Linked DNA regions of Mus musculus: all the other regions are linked to region 1. A link is a contact called in public Hi-C, HiCAR-type and HiChIP or PLAC-seq data. All regions are on one chromosome and are shown on one strand. Each heading gives the region's core, a stretch centred on a gene start, on an enhancer-like site or on the middle of the called end of the contact. The rest is flanking DNA. Distances are from core to core; before and after follow the strand shown.

Region 1 (2,700 bases), core at 22-2,521:
GCGCTTGTACACCGAGCATGCGCAGTGGGGCTTCAGCAAGCGATTGTACACCGAGCATGCACAGTTGTAAGCCACTGAAGACCAGGCTCTACATTATGGTGAATGTAGAAAGCATCAACGCTTAGGACAGCACTGGAGGATACACGTGGGTTTTATTCTGCAAGACCATGAGTAGCCGAGGTTAAAAGATGCCCTTCCTCAGCATGAGGAGACTCGCCACACAGTGTTAGAAGATGCAGATTAACTTTCCAGAAACATAGAGGGCCAGAAAACCAGGGTTGAAATGTAGAAATAAGCATTTAATTACAGGACGGGTAATTCAGACATTTGGACTTTATGTGATTGCAGACTTGTCACCTGTCTCTCTGTAATGTCACTTCCTTGGGACACATGAGTTAGTCAGTCAAGGTGAAGGTGGCAGATGCGGACTGTACAACTGTGCAGACGCTGTGACTTAGAGACCTTAAGTTCGGGACCGTGCCTGTGGGAGAGAAAACAACGTCATCTGAGGAACGGCTAACACAGCCTTGGAACCAATCCTGCCCCGTGGGAAGGGCAACACTCGGGCATCTCTGCTCCCCATTCACTGCTTCAGACATTTCCACACTGTGGAGCTCAGTCACTAAAGCAACAACTTGGTATTTCTTTCCAAAGCAAGACAAAGCAAAGAATGTAAAATAATTTTGTTAAAGATTTCACATGGCCTTTGGCTTGGCAAGCCAGGGTCTCATTTTGTTTGGACTCGAACTTGCTATTTTTCAGAGACTGGCTTTGAACTCCTGATACTCCTGCCTCACCTTCCAAGTGCGTGCCGCCACACCTGGCTGTCATATTTCCTTCTAGAGTAGCTTACTTGGGAGTTGGGGAGAGCTCAGTGAATAAGCTGCTTGCCTTGAAAGCACGGGGTTCTTGCCATTCGGGACTTACCTGAGAAGGGCCAGGCGTGGGGGCCTGTGCTTGTAATCCTACCATTGGGTAAATGGAGACAGGCTCTGTGGCCAGCCAGCCTAGCCCATCAGGAGGGCTCTAAGCCAGTGAAATACAGTGTCAATTAAAAAAAGAAGTGAGTGATGTACACCACACACACACACACACACACACACACACACACACCCCAGTGAAGAAAATGGGCTCGCTTATTTGTTTGTAACTAGGTCAAGCGTCCACTAGATGGCACTAAACCCCTACTTCCTAACTCCAATACTCCTAGGAACAGTTAATAAAAAAAACCACTAAAGTGCTGGAAGAGGACAGTCTTGGCGTCCCATGCTCTGAGAGTGAGGAGGCAGGAGGCCAGGATTGTCTGCAGCAGCAGCAGCTGTAAAGTTGAGTCTGAGGCCCACATAGAAGACACTTTCTAGAAAAAAAATAAATAAAAAGAAAAGAAACAAACACCAACTAAAACAAAACCCCAAAAGCAAAACAACAGCAGCTAGCTAGGGAAATGGCTCAGCTGGGAGATTGCTTAAGCAGATGACGGCTATCCCTGGGACCTGCAGTGTGGTTGGCGCTCCTCGCTCAGGTTGCCAAAGGGTCTGGTGCCCTCTTCTGGTCTCTACAAGTACTGCACCTGCATTCAGGAACCCACTTGTGCCCCCACCTTCACCCCCACCCCCAAAGGACTAGAAAGCAAGACTATGAGCGTGAATCATGGGCTTCTGTGATTTCAGTCTGTTTCCTTCTGTTGTGTGAGTGTAAGACTGCTGGCATCCTGCATCTGACTCGGTACAGTTAGCGAGACTCTTGTGGCGACCTGACTTTCTCTTCTGCACACTGCACTTTAATTGTGTGTTTTGATGAAGGCTACCTGTCGATATTGCCAGTAACCACTACATTCTCTCATCCACTCTCTCCACCTTGTGGACCCTGAATTTGATCTTGGCTATCTCACGGTCTTATAAATGCATGAAATATTCTTAGAACTCGGGTCATTTCCCCACAGTGACACCTCTCCTCCCCGGTTATAGGCATCACAACTTGGGAATCAAGATAAGCATATCTTTCCATGGCAGTTTCTACACTTAGATGCTGATGACTGTAAACATATAAGACTGATGTAAACATCATTCATTTAACAGCCTCTTTCGTGCGGCATGATCTTCCCTTTAGCTTAAAAGCCTCTGAGGTCCCGGGAAATCTTTCCTTCAGCATAAGAGCCTATCTGTGGAGTCGTTCTGTTTTGGCTCACACCTTTCTGTTTGCTGGAGGCAGGAGAGGAGATGTTGCAGTCTCTTGGGGTGTGGCTTGCATTCCTCAGACCTGTCACACATGGCTCTGTGTGACATTCCCGTCAGTAGCCCACATCTCATCTGTGAAGAATTAAGGATTAAGAACATTTCTCAGAAGGGGAATTGTGAAGTTAAATGAATGAACTCTCAAAAGCATTTTTAAAGAAACATCACACAAGAGGTTCTGCAAACTCAAATTAGTCCTACTTCTCTTACTTGTGGTGATCTCTCTCCCTTATCTCCTGATTAAAATTCAACCTGCCCTTTAATGGTTTCCTTGAACACCAGGAATAATTATTTTTTTTAATTTTATGCATATGAGTATACTGTACTGTATGTATGTCACTGTTTTCAGACACACCAGAAGAGGTCATCAGATCCCATTACAGATGGTTTGAGCCCCCATGTGGTTGCTGGGAACTGAACTCAGGACCTCTGGAAGAGCAGTCAATGTTCTTAACCACTAAGCCAT
Region 2 (2,729 bases), core at 18-2,517, 820 kb after region 1:
GAATAGGCTCCAGCATATATAAACCAACAGATATGCAGCATGTGAGCAAATAAAACGTTAAAAATAAGGAACTGATAAGGAAACATAAAGAAAGAATATATTCAAAAGGTCTCATTGACAAGTGGGCAAGAATGTCTTCTTTGGAAAAAAAATAGGTCCACTGCTACTAAATGACCAACTCTAAAAGTTCAATGATCTATTTTATGTGAAGTGTGTTTTGTTTGCTATTGTTTTTGTTTGTTGCTATTCTTGTTATGTTTTGAGACAGTTTCTCCTTTCCTCTAGCCAAGGTTAACCATGAATTCCTGGTTTTCCTGCTTTATTTTTATTTAAACTCTGAGATTATACATTTGTGCAACCACAGCTATCCTATCATTAAATAATGATTTTCTGTAAAAAAAAAAAAAAAAAAAAAAAAAAAAAAAAAAAAAAAAAAAAGAAAGTAGGCTGAGCAGGAGCCAGATGGAGCAAGTCAATAAGAAGTGTTTATCCATGGCTTCTGCTCCAAGCTCCTGCCTTGGCTTCCCTCCATAATGGGCTGTAATTTGTGAGCTGAAATTTCTTCCCCATCTTGCTTTTGGATATGGTGTTTGTCACTGCAACAGAAAGCATCTAGGGAAAGACTCAGCCCACTGCCTTTAATGCAGGTCTTGCTGTGAGGAGCATCATGTGTCTGCTAGTTTAGAAACTCTTTTACAAACAGATCTGCGGAGTCATTTTTGAAAAGCGTACGGGAGGGGAAGGGGCTGGCCCTCAGCAGGCGGGAGCCTACAGTTCAGTAAATGTGGGCTGACTGACAGTGGAAATAAAACCTGGGATCACAGACACCGGCAGACGTAGTCTCCTTAGGGAGCGCACAGGCCTTTGGCACTTGCAGAGCAGTGTGTGTTACAGCGAGGACTGCTAAGACCAGGTCCTAGAATTGTTAAGAAGCCATTAGAGAGATTCTAGATAGAGTGTCTGTCTAGAGAGAGTCTAGCTAGGACAATTCCAGGAGACCAGTGGCCTGCAGTGTTGGTAAGGACTGCTTGTGGAGGAGGGTTTTCTAATCAGCTTGCCAGCAGCAAATACAGCCGTAAAATGGGAAGTAAGAAGTTACGCCTTGTAGAGTCCAGTGATGCTCCTCCCTGGGGGCCCATACCTCAGTCCTGAGCTTTCTCAGCAAACCTGGGGCTGACAGACCACTCACTCCTGGAGTGGCCCCAGCTGGCTGGCAGTGCATGAGGGACAGAGGGCAGACCGCGCCCACAGTTTGGGCTTAGTGAGCCTCTCCCAGAGATAGGGAACTCTGCCACACAGTTCCCTACCGAATTCCATCTTTCAATTCTATCAATCCTAATGACTGGGAGGAAAGCATTCCTGAAGAGATCGACCCATCTCTTTTCTTTCCAGGAAACACTAATCTAGGGGACACTACCGCAAAGGCATGAGGGTCATTTAGAGAATGTAAGGCTAACTTTTTCCTGGCAAAACAATTCTTCATACATAACTGTAGGGTTAAATGCCTGAGAAATTACATGATGTTAGGTATATGTTTTATGAATTTTAGCCAACCTCTTCTAAGAAATAGACCATTTTAAGGGTTAGTGCACAGCAGTCATTATCTGCATATCATGTTGAAACCCACAAAGCAAACATGTAATCTGGTTGGGTCACTCACACAAATACAACTACTGTTGCCAGTTAGGGGAAGTCTTACAACCAAAGCCAGAGAGAAGAACAGATTGAAACAATGTGTTTTCCTAGGGAAAAAAGGGGATTAGGTCCTTTGATCTACTGGAGCAGTCTCCCAGATCAACAGGGGTAGAATTGATTTGGTCTGTAAAGCTAGAAGATTAACTTCAGAGAAAGGCATGCTGGGACGTTTCCATATTCCGTTGGCTTTTTCATTTATGTTTTTCCTAATTTTCTGGGGAGGTGGGCACTACAGCTTCATTCCTCATCTAGAAAAACAAAACATCCCCTAACCTACACCGTGACCCTGACCAACAGCCTGCAGAGGTGAAAGAGCTCTCAGGATGGGGCCAGTTGTGCTTCAAAGCGGACCCAGTGTCCACCCTAGTCCAACAGACTGAGATGTCTTGTAATCAGTCATTTCCCTGGAACCTTAAACAACAAAAGGTAGCTCTCTCCTTCCTCCTGTCAGTCTGGTTTTCTCTCAGGATGGAAGGTCTCCAGGGCTCTTCCTCCTCCTTGCTGTGCCTATCTCAGAGGTGGCTCTTACAGGGGTCCTCGCAGGGTGTTGTATTAGAACTGAGTTATGGAGACTCCGTGTTAGGTCTGGGATGGAGTGTGTGCCAAATGGTGTCCTTCCCTCAGTCTATGTGATTTATTGCTTGCATTTTGCATATAAAATGCTTGTTTTTCTGAAACACAGATGGGTCTTCCTGCCTGCCTGCCAAGGAGCTGGTTCCCAGCTCAGCCTCACAATTTAGGCTGCCACCTTCCTCTTCATTGGTTTGTTTGTTTGAGACAGAGTCTCTTTCTGCCCAGGTAGGCCTCCAATTTGCTACGTAGCTGAGGCTGGCTTTGAACTCCTGACCGTCCTGCTTCTACCTTCCAAGCACTGGGATTGCAGGTGCCTTCGTTTGCTTCTGTTGCTGGGATAAACACCGCAGCCAAAGCAGCCTGGGGGAGGAAAGGGTTTACTTGACTTCCAGGTCCTGACCACAGTCTATCACTGAGGGAGGTCAGGCAGGAGCGCAAGCAGGAGCAGACTCAGGAACCGT
Region 3 (2,700 bases), core at 197-2,696, 550 kb after region 1:
GGTCTGCCCTGCCTCCTGTGGGCATGTGTTCCAAGCAGACACAGCACAAACAAGCATACCCCATGGTGACTTCTGTCTCTTCTGTGAAGGTGACCAGTTCTCACTCAGTGACAGAAGAGAAGACAGGCATTCTAAGGACTACTTTTTCAAAAAAAAAAAAAAAAAAAAAAAAAAAACCAACCCATGAGATGGAACTCTTAAGAAATCAGTTCTGAAGTCCTTAACAGTCCTCCATTCTCTTGCCCCCTCACTTTGGAGGCACCCAGAAATGTGCGCCTGAGGGTTTTCGAATTTACACATGATCTGGCTCCTGTTTGTCCCCCTCTGCCCCTGCGGCCCTCACTCTGCTAAAGAGCTTTCTGACTAAAGGGATCCGGAACTAAACAATTTAGAACTGGGGAAAGGATTTGAGCCCGTGGGAAAGATAAGAAAGACTTGACTTTTTGTTTTCTCGCTGTGTGTGTGTGTGTGTGTGTGTGTGTGTGTGTATGCGCGCGTGTACGCAGTGCCCCCAGAGGGCCAGAAAAGGGCACTGGATCCCCTGGAGCTGGAGTTATGGGTGGTTGTGAGCCACCCAGCCTGAGGGTTGGGAACTGAACCCCGAGTTAAGAGCACATATACCATTTGTATACCGTTGTGTGGCTGCTTGTTTTTTTGATGTTTGTTATCTTGTTATTCTAATGTAGGCTGGATTCAAACTCCCATAAGACTAAAACTGCTGAACTACTTGGCTAAAATGTTAAACATGCCTACTCCTGTTACATACATCCCATCAGCATAATATGTCTGTCTGTCTGTCTGTCTTTGAGGTGATGAGGATTGAGCTCTGAGCCTGAGTTACCCTAGGCAAGCACTGGTCACTTACCAGCCCCCTGCAGTTTTTATATAGGGTATTTTGGGTGAACTTTAGCTGGGGTTTGATTTCCAGGCCCTTTCCATTCCAGGCCGATTTCCTTAGGAACAGACGTGGTCCTCATGCAGTCCCGTGGTAAAAATCTACCTCCCCGTGTGGCTACCCAGTGCCTCACAGGGCCCAACAGTAGTAGCTCTGCCTGAACCCCCCTCTCAGAGGCCTGAGTTGCTCTGTGCATCAGAAACCCTCCGAAACCAAGGCGTTACCCAGACTCCAGATACAATAGGATAACTAGGGGGTGGAGGTGGAGGTGGAGGTGGAGGTGAGGGGCAGGGCTCCATTTTCATGCCTGAACCATCTGGAGCAATACTATAAAGCAGCTGTGTAAACTTCACGTGACCTGACAGAGACACCTAATTGTATGAGCTCACACCCGTAGGTTCTCTGCAGACACACTGAGTGTAATACCACACTGCTGAGCGCTGGGTTTGCTCATTCATTGGAAAGCTGGTCAGAAAGAGCACAATGGTCTCAGCCTTTGGAGCAGCAAGGAGCTTGTCTGGGCAGGGAGACGCCTTCTCAGGTTGCCTAGCGACAAGGCTGGAGATGATGTCATCCCCCCCCCCCCAGTCCCCCACCCCGGATTCACAGTACAGCGGGCTCTGTGGGCCTTGAAAGGTCGCGTGCTTTCACACGTGTCACTGCGCACGCTGAGCCGCACGTGAGATGGGGGCGGGGCGGGGCCCAGTGCGCTTGCGCGGGCCTTTGAGACTCAGGCTTCTGCAGCTGATGACGCTGCAGTTTTTCAGCCTTCCTGGCTGGCGGAACCTGGAGTAAATCCTGCAGCCTGGGCATCCCTTGAACCGGGCCTCACGTGCAGATTAGTAAGGCAGATTCCTCCTAATGAGGGAGTTGGGGGGTATAATTAGTGCATTTTGACTGATGGGTAAATAAACTCGGGCTAAAGGAGGGGTTATTTTGTTTTGTTTAAATTATAGAGTTATTTAACAATCCCTCCAAGAAAAATTGTCTGCTCTCAGACTTTGGCCTTTTGAAGTGACCATATTCTTTGGTTGTATAACATTTCCTGCAACACATTTATAAATGCTCCAAAATGAATGAATTGGAGGTGTTGGGGGGAGGGTTAATGCATTTTATATAACCCTCCCCAGGATGCTGCAAAGCTATTTTAACATCATCACCCCCTTGCAAATTAGGATTCAGTCATGTGATGGGAAATGATCTCAGGTAATAGTGCTATCTGGACAAGTCAGGTACTGCTGTAGTCTGAAGGACACAAGATTGCCACCCTAGAGACAGACATTAACAAAGCAGGGGGCTTGGAGTTTGCTTTTAATGATCTATATGCATGATTTTCTGTAGTTGAATTTGAAAACCCCCCACCCCTCTTAAGCTGCTGGCCTAAAATGGTTAACATGAAGTAGTAAAACCACAGAGGCTTTCTAACCTTGAGTCAGCGAACATGTTTAATTCCGGTGTCAGACACAGTCCTGACCCATACAAACCTGATCCCTCCTGGTGTTGACAGCTGAGTCCCTCAGGTTTCCTGGCTTTGCCAATCAATTGCTATTTTTGCCAGTTAGTAGCCATGCCCTCTGTCTGCCTGCGATTTTTTTTTAACCTGACTCTTATGAAGACGACAAGCCGATGGTGCAGTCTGTCTAGCTACTCCATCCATGCTCTGGCCCTGGCTGCCTTGTCTCCCCTCTGTCCTGCCTGTGCCTGAGGACATCTCCTGCCCACAGAGTCTCCACTTGCCAGTTCTTTGGCCTGCCACACACACCTCTGCCCTCTCTCACCAAAGCACATACATTTAACATCTTCCC
Region 4 (2,700 bases), core at 28-2,527, 640 kb after region 1:
TGCCTAAAGTGAGGGCTAAAAATGCTGAAGGAGACCTGGAGAGTTAGTTTTAGAGAATAAAAACAAAACCCTGCCACACTTCTCCTTGGGAGAACGAATGAGCCCCTGGCTCCTTGAGAAGGGAACGCCTGGCAGCACCGAGCACTCCATTGCCTAATGCTTGGAGAATGTGAGGCGCGAGGGAGTCAGAGAAGCCTTGGCTACAGGACGAGAGCTGACGCAGTCCGTGTCTGCCACACTCACACTGTGCCCTTCACAGATGTCTCTGCATCTATTTATAGGACGTTTAGGGCCAGGCCAGTTACTGTCCGCCATATTACCATTCTCATAACAGACTCATACACAAACTATCTTTTTTATGAATAAAAGACACTCCCACCCCTCATCTCTCAACAAAACTCAACTCTTAAAAGTCTTAGTCACAAAATTACATGAAATAGTAAATAAGAAGTAGTACAATAAGAAATTGTAGCGCCCAGGTACAATACAAGATTGGAAAAAATATGTATGTCCCAATGACAGAAGAAAACGTGAGCCTCAGGCGCCTGTCTATGGCTAGCTCCAGCCGCAAGGCCACCCTTTCCAGAAGTCAGGGACTGACTAGAACTTCATAGTTGTTTCACAAATGTCATTGATTTCCTGGTTTTTAAAAAGGTATTAGTTTCGAATATTTACTGTGTGTGTGTGTGTGTGTGTGCACATGCGTGCTTGCGTGTGAGTGCACTCAAGTGTGTGTGTTTACATATGCCTTGGAGGGTGAGTGTAAGTCACAAGACAACTGACTGACAGCAGTTGGTTCTCTCCATCTAAAATATGAGTCCCGGGGATTGAACTTGGGTCTCCAGGCTTTGTGGCAAGCATCTTTGCTTACTGGGCCATCTCACCTGCCCCTGGTTATTTTTTAAACACTGTTATCATTGCAACACTAAGGTACAGTACTGCCTGTGTCCAATTGTTAAAGAAGAATAGCAGGCTCTAAAGCATCATGGGATTCCTGTGTCCTGTGTGGTGCCAGACATCAGAGGAAGCCTTTCTTCCACAAGCCCCACTGACACTCCCCTCCAGGAGATGAAGTGACTTGATAGGTTCAAAATGCCAAGGAAGGTCAAAGAAAACTGGAATTAGAACCACATGGGAAGAGACTATCACGCGGGAAGCAACTGACGACATAAACTAACACCCACCCTAACTTGGCCGCACAGGCTCTGAAGCTCCCTGGATCCACTGTCCATGGAAAACAGTTTTCTTACCCAAAGCAAACTCTTCCCACACACCTCCTCCTTTTTGAAGCTTCCTCTGTTTTTAGTATTGTTTTCAAGAAAACTTGCCCAAGTGGGAAGTGAGCCGTTGGAGAATTTCTAAAACTTACATCATCTTTTTTTTTTTTTTTTGTTTACAACCAGCTCATTACCAGAGCCAGGCATTTAAAATCCAAAGAGATCTATCTCCTTAAACACATGCTCAGATTAGCAGGGCTCCATTGTGAAATTCTGACCAAGTCCAGGCTGTCTGGGATGGAGCAGGTGCCATGGGAATGTGCTTTAACACATAGCCCTGGGCATCTTTCTTCCAGTTCCTGGAAGAGTCAGCCATCTCCCCTGTGATCACCCGAACTGTCCTACCTTCCCCGCCCACTGCTCTCCTCAGCCATCCACTTCCCAGACACAAACAGAAAGATCAAATCCCACCATGCCACTGCGTCTCAGTCTTTCTGTAACAACTGCACTGATAACACTTCTCCAAGACAAATGAAGGCCTGGCAACTGTGTGACTGTAAGAAATAAGAAAGCAAAGAGGAGGACCCCAGGAAACGTAGGGCGCAGTGCGTCTCCCATGAGTCTTTCACAATAGGACACTGTCTAAGCTCTTTCCCACTTCCTTTCCGGGAGCCACCAAAGAGGATGCATCAGCCAACCAGAAGCTTCCTTGCCTCCAGTTCTACTCCACGTTAGCATCCCATGCTCAGGCTCCACCAACTCTCTGTAGTGGCCAAACACCACCTCACACACCAGTAGGCAAGTCAATGTCTTCCTGCCAACCATGGAAAGAATTATCCTCACTGCTACAAATAAGCATAGTGCTCACCCCTCGGCAAAGGAGCTTCTTTTTGTAAGAGATGTGGACTACTTTAGAGATCTACAACTGGTTAAAATGTAGAGAGCAAGTGACTATGGGGACCCTGGCTGGGACAGTACACCTACAACACAACCCACACCTGGGATGGTACACTTACAACACAATCCATACCTGAGATGGTACACCTATAACTCAACTCCATACTTGGGGCTCAGTAAACATCATAGAAGAGGAAAGATTTCTACAGTGTGAGAAGATTTAAAATCTTAAAGAGCCAGACCAAGACACCTGCTGTGATCCTCCCCCGACACATACACACACACACACACACACACACACACGGTCTATATAACTGAACAATGAAAACAACCAGTTGGCATACCAATGTGGACAAGGGAAATGTCACAAGCCCCAATACTAGATGAAGAGCTGCAGGCAATCACTGGCTGCTAAGAGGGGGGGAATCAGTCTTCTCTGGGGACCAGCCCCTGACAGATACCCAACTTCAACCCAAAACAAACACATATACATAAACAATGCACACTAAAGGGACTCAGCAGGTGTGTGTGTGTGTGTGTGTATGAAACAATAATAATTAAAGAATAAGAGACCATAGATTTGAGA
Region 5 (2,700 bases), core at 89-2,588, 620 kb after region 1:
AAATACTGAAAACACACTTAGGAAGTTACTATGTCTTAGGTATCAGAGGAGTGGCTAATGGTCCAGTAACATAGTAAGTATGTCCTGGCATCTGGGATGACCACCTTTTTGTGGTATTATGGGTTGTATTTTATAATACACAGCTGATCCTGATAACCACCCATGCTTCATGAGGAGGAAATGCATTCTTGAGGTTTTGTTCCAGGCTCAACTCCAGAGCTACTTACCTACTGGAACTGAATTTTAGAGAAAATTCAAATTCAGAATCACCACTAGCTTTTAAAAGAAATATTTCTCACTCAAATGATGCTTTTCTATTGCAAGCAGCTACCATGGGAGTTTCTGTTTCTCAATGACAGCCTGGAATTTTGCGATGGGGTCAGTACTGTTCCATGAGAGTTGCAGTCTGCACAGACAATCTGTGTGTGAAAAACACCCAATGCTGTATCTTACCTAGACAGGTAAATTTTAAAAGCCAGTTCCTGAACCCTGCTAGAGCTTTCTTAAAACAGAAATAAAGTGTAAGCATGTGGGCCCTGAGTCCCCCTCTAGGACTGTGAAATGGAAACAATGTGGATATATATTTCCACAGAAATGTCTTAGACCCCATGGCTTTTAATCAAAGATGTTTTTCTCATCTTTTGAATAAGACAATCTTTTAATCACAGGGAAAAACTAAGAATGATTTTAACATTAAGTATAAACCACCCATACCACTGACCTTCATTCTCACAAAAGGATGAGCCATTCACACATTCTATAGGATAATCTGTAACCCACAGGCAATGCTGCCCTTTACTTTGTTGCTACTTGAATTTATTTTCATCTCTGTTTTCAGCAGTCTGGGCCTCCTTGTAAGTTACTAACACCGCTCATTTAAAAAGTGAGCCACAAGAAATTAGACATTGAAAGACTGATGTGAGCCCACAACTGCCAGACAACCAGGCTGCATTAATGGCACACCAACCAAGCTGAGGATGCCGCCCGGTACCTGCCAGACAGCTGGGGCAGACAGGCTGCAGCTAGAGTATGAATCAGACAGTGTAGCTCTCTAGTCAACAGGTAAAACAAACAAACCAACAAACATGTTAAGTTATTGAGGTTTAAGGATTTATCACTAAACAGGAGTGCCAGCTGAATACTACCTGGGGTCTGGAGTTAAGGCTGACTATGCATGCAGGGCATGTGTGGTAGTAACAAGAGATACAGCCGGTAAACATGTAGCCAGAGACATTCACGGATGTGGAATGTGTGCCTGACACAGTCTGAAGTGAGGGGACATTAAGCAGAGGTGACCTGAGCTTTTTTGTTACTTTGGGGCTTATGGTTTTAGCCACCAGAGGTCACTCTTCCCTATTAGAAAGATGCAAGACAACACTGGCAAGGCTCTCCCAGCCGCTGGTTAGAGGAATGAAAGATGTGAGGGTAGATCTCCCCACCCCTTACCGCAGGCAGCAGAGAGCAGAAGACAGGAACCAGCACCAGAGACTAACAGACTTAAGTCCATCACTGAGGGCAGAGGAGAGGCTGTGGAATACTTTCCTGGCAATAGAGATCTGTGGAATAGCTGCCAAGCTAGTAAGATGTAAGGCAGAGTTGGAAGGGCTATCCAGAGTTCTTACTGTATAAATATGGCCACTCCCAGGCATTCCTCAGCTAAAGACTGCAGTGATGTTTAATATTGCTTCATAGAAGTGTAAAGTAGCCAGGGCTGCTTCAGGGCTCCACATATATGAAACCAAATAGAAGGAAGAGCCTGCACTGGTGGGCACTGGTGGGCACTGGTGGGCACTGGTGGGCACTGGTGGTGTGATTCAGAGCACAGGAGTGTGGGATGTAAGCTGAGACAATTCACATTTCTGAAAGCAGCCTGAGTTGAATAGCTAAACCCCATCTCAAAACCAAACCAAAGCAAAACAAAAGCCAGCTTAGTCTATCACTGCGCCTTCAGCCAAATATCCCACCCATCTTACGAAGGGTGAGACAAGTCTACTGCACTGTTTCAGGGGAGGCCTAGATCTGGCTGCAAGCAGGAAGCTCAAGGACGATCTACAGTGCTTCTCGATGACAAGGAACAATTCAGGAAAGACGCCTTGGTTAGCAAGGGGTTTAACCCTGACAACAGTTCCTTGTTTCACCACAAAAACATAAAGAAGGAGTGTGATAGAGAGCGAGCCGTTTCTTCATGAAGCCCTGTTTGGAGTATTGTATCCGGGACATTGACAAGGGTATTGCACATCAGTGTAACCTTGGATTCCTAAAACAACTTCCTCTACTGCAAAAGTAAAGTATGTTCACTGAAAACATCCAGAAAGTAGGAGAGGCTTTGAGGAAATAAAATCATTGCTGACTTGGGGAATGGAGCAGAGTGCAGCACGAACACTTTAAACACACAATTCCCATTGACAGTTCTGCCTCATAATTTATCTCCATCTCTCCTCAGATAACACAGCTGACAGTGTCACCAAGAACTGTGTGCTGCAGGCTGTGCCTCCTGTGTGCCCTTCCCTCACGTTTCCTGAAGTATCTTCCTCTTGGGATGACCCCACAGCATCAATGTTCTGGCCTCTCCTCTGTGCTCTCCTGTCCTGACTGCTCATCCCTCCTCCTATGCCTTCTCCCATCTGTCTGGTCCTCCCCAGCCTCCACTTGAGGATGCTCCCTCAAGGGTTAAGCATGTCTACAGAATCGCCAGGTCTA

Evidence for each region. A called contact is a pair of places that touch in the nucleus more often than the background predicts. HiCAR-type assays count read pairs that join an accessible place to other places. HiChIP or PLAC-seq counts read pairs in DNA pulled down with a chosen protein or histone mark.
Region 2: a contact with region 1 is called in a Hi-C map of the N1E-115 cell line, with 6 times the contacts expected there. The contact joins two enhancer-like sites.
Region 3: a HiCAR-type map of astrocytes shows a contact between it and region 1, with 5 times the contacts expected there. The contact joins two enhancer-like sites. A contact is called at or near these places in 7 of 39 promoter capture datasets (the 3T3-L1 cell line, the C10 cell line, embryonic stem cells and 3 more), 7 of 484 Hi-C or Micro-C datasets (cerebral cortex, cortical glia, cortical neurons and 4 more), 16 of 115 datasets of contacts at active chromatin or transcription factors (SST interneurons, VIP interneurons, astrocytes and 13 more) and 4 of 9 other capture datasets (embryonic tail, embryonic trunk, liver and 1 more).
Region 4: an H3K4me3 HiChIP or PLAC-seq map of bone marrow-derived macrophages shows a contact between it and region 1, with 5 times the contacts expected there. The contact joins two enhancer-like sites. A contact is called at or near these places in 1 of 15 datasets of contacts at CTCF or cohesin (the NIH/3T3 cell line), 2 of 484 Hi-C or Micro-C datasets (the N1E-115 cell line and adipose-derived mesenchymal stem cells) and 1 of 115 datasets of contacts at active chromatin or transcription factors (bone marrow-derived macrophages).
Region 5: a contact with region 1 is called in a Hi-C map of bone marrow-derived macrophages, with 15 read pairs. The contact joins two enhancer-like sites. A contact is called at or near these places in 1 of 484 Hi-C or Micro-C datasets (bone marrow-derived macrophages) and 1 of 115 datasets of contacts at active chromatin or transcription factors (astrocytes).

Annotation. Positions count from the first base shown.
Region 1 is chr6:146,408,867-146,411,566 of GRCm38.p6, reverse strand. The region is part of intron 9 of Itpr2 (inositol 1,4,5-triphosphate receptor 2); the gene reads left to right. Among named protein-coding and RNA genes, the nearest start is that of Itpr2, 92 kb to the left of the region's middle. Within about 2 kb of position 1,271, at least 171 of the 459 cell types and tissues checked have an H3K27ac peak or open chromatin away from gene starts, as enhancers often do. A contact at or near this core is called in the N1E-115 cell line, the NIH/3T3 cell line, astrocytes and 9 more, where this site is marked.
Region 2 is chr6:145,590,714-145,593,442 of GRCm38.p6, reverse strand. All of the region lies in intron 1 of Gm38475 (a long non-coding RNA gene), which reads left to right. Among named protein-coding and RNA genes, the nearest start is that of Gm38475, 22 kb to the left of the region's middle. Within about 2 kb of position 1,267, at least 29 of the 459 cell types and tissues checked have an H3K27ac peak or open chromatin away from gene starts, as enhancers often do. A contact at or near this core is called in the N1E-115 cell line, where this site is marked.
Region 3 is chr6:145,854,742-145,857,441 of GRCm38.p6, reverse strand. No RefSeq gene overlaps it. Among named protein-coding and RNA genes, the nearest start is that of Bhlhe41, 9.3 kb to the left of the region's middle. RefSeq lists an enhancer at 396-2,396. Within about 2 kb of position 1,446, at least 277 of the 459 cell types and tissues checked have an H3K27ac peak or open chromatin away from gene starts, as enhancers often do. A contact at or near this core is called in astrocytes, bone marrow-derived macrophages, cerebral cortex and 7 more, where this site is marked.
Region 4 is chr6:145,766,353-145,769,052 of GRCm38.p6, reverse strand. The region is part of intron 1 of Rassf8 (Ras association (RalGDS/AF-6) domain family (N-terminal) member 8); the gene reads right to left. Among named protein-coding and RNA genes, the nearest start is that of Gm15704, 19 kb to the right of the region's middle. Within about 2 kb of position 1,277, at least 132 of the 459 cell types and tissues checked have an H3K27ac peak or open chromatin away from gene starts, as enhancers often do. A contact at or near this core is called in the N1E-115 cell line, the NIH/3T3 cell line and bone marrow-derived macrophages, where this site is marked.
Region 5 is chr6:145,792,104-145,794,803 of GRCm38.p6, reverse strand. The region is part of intron 1 of Rassf8 (Ras association (RalGDS/AF-6) domain family (N-terminal) member 8); the gene reads right to left. Among named protein-coding and RNA genes, the nearest start is that of Gm15704, 45 kb to the right of the region's middle. Within about 2 kb of position 1,338, at least 58 of the 459 cell types and tissues checked have an H3K27ac peak or open chromatin away from gene starts, as enhancers often do. A contact at or near this core is called in astrocytes and bone marrow-derived macrophages, where this site is marked.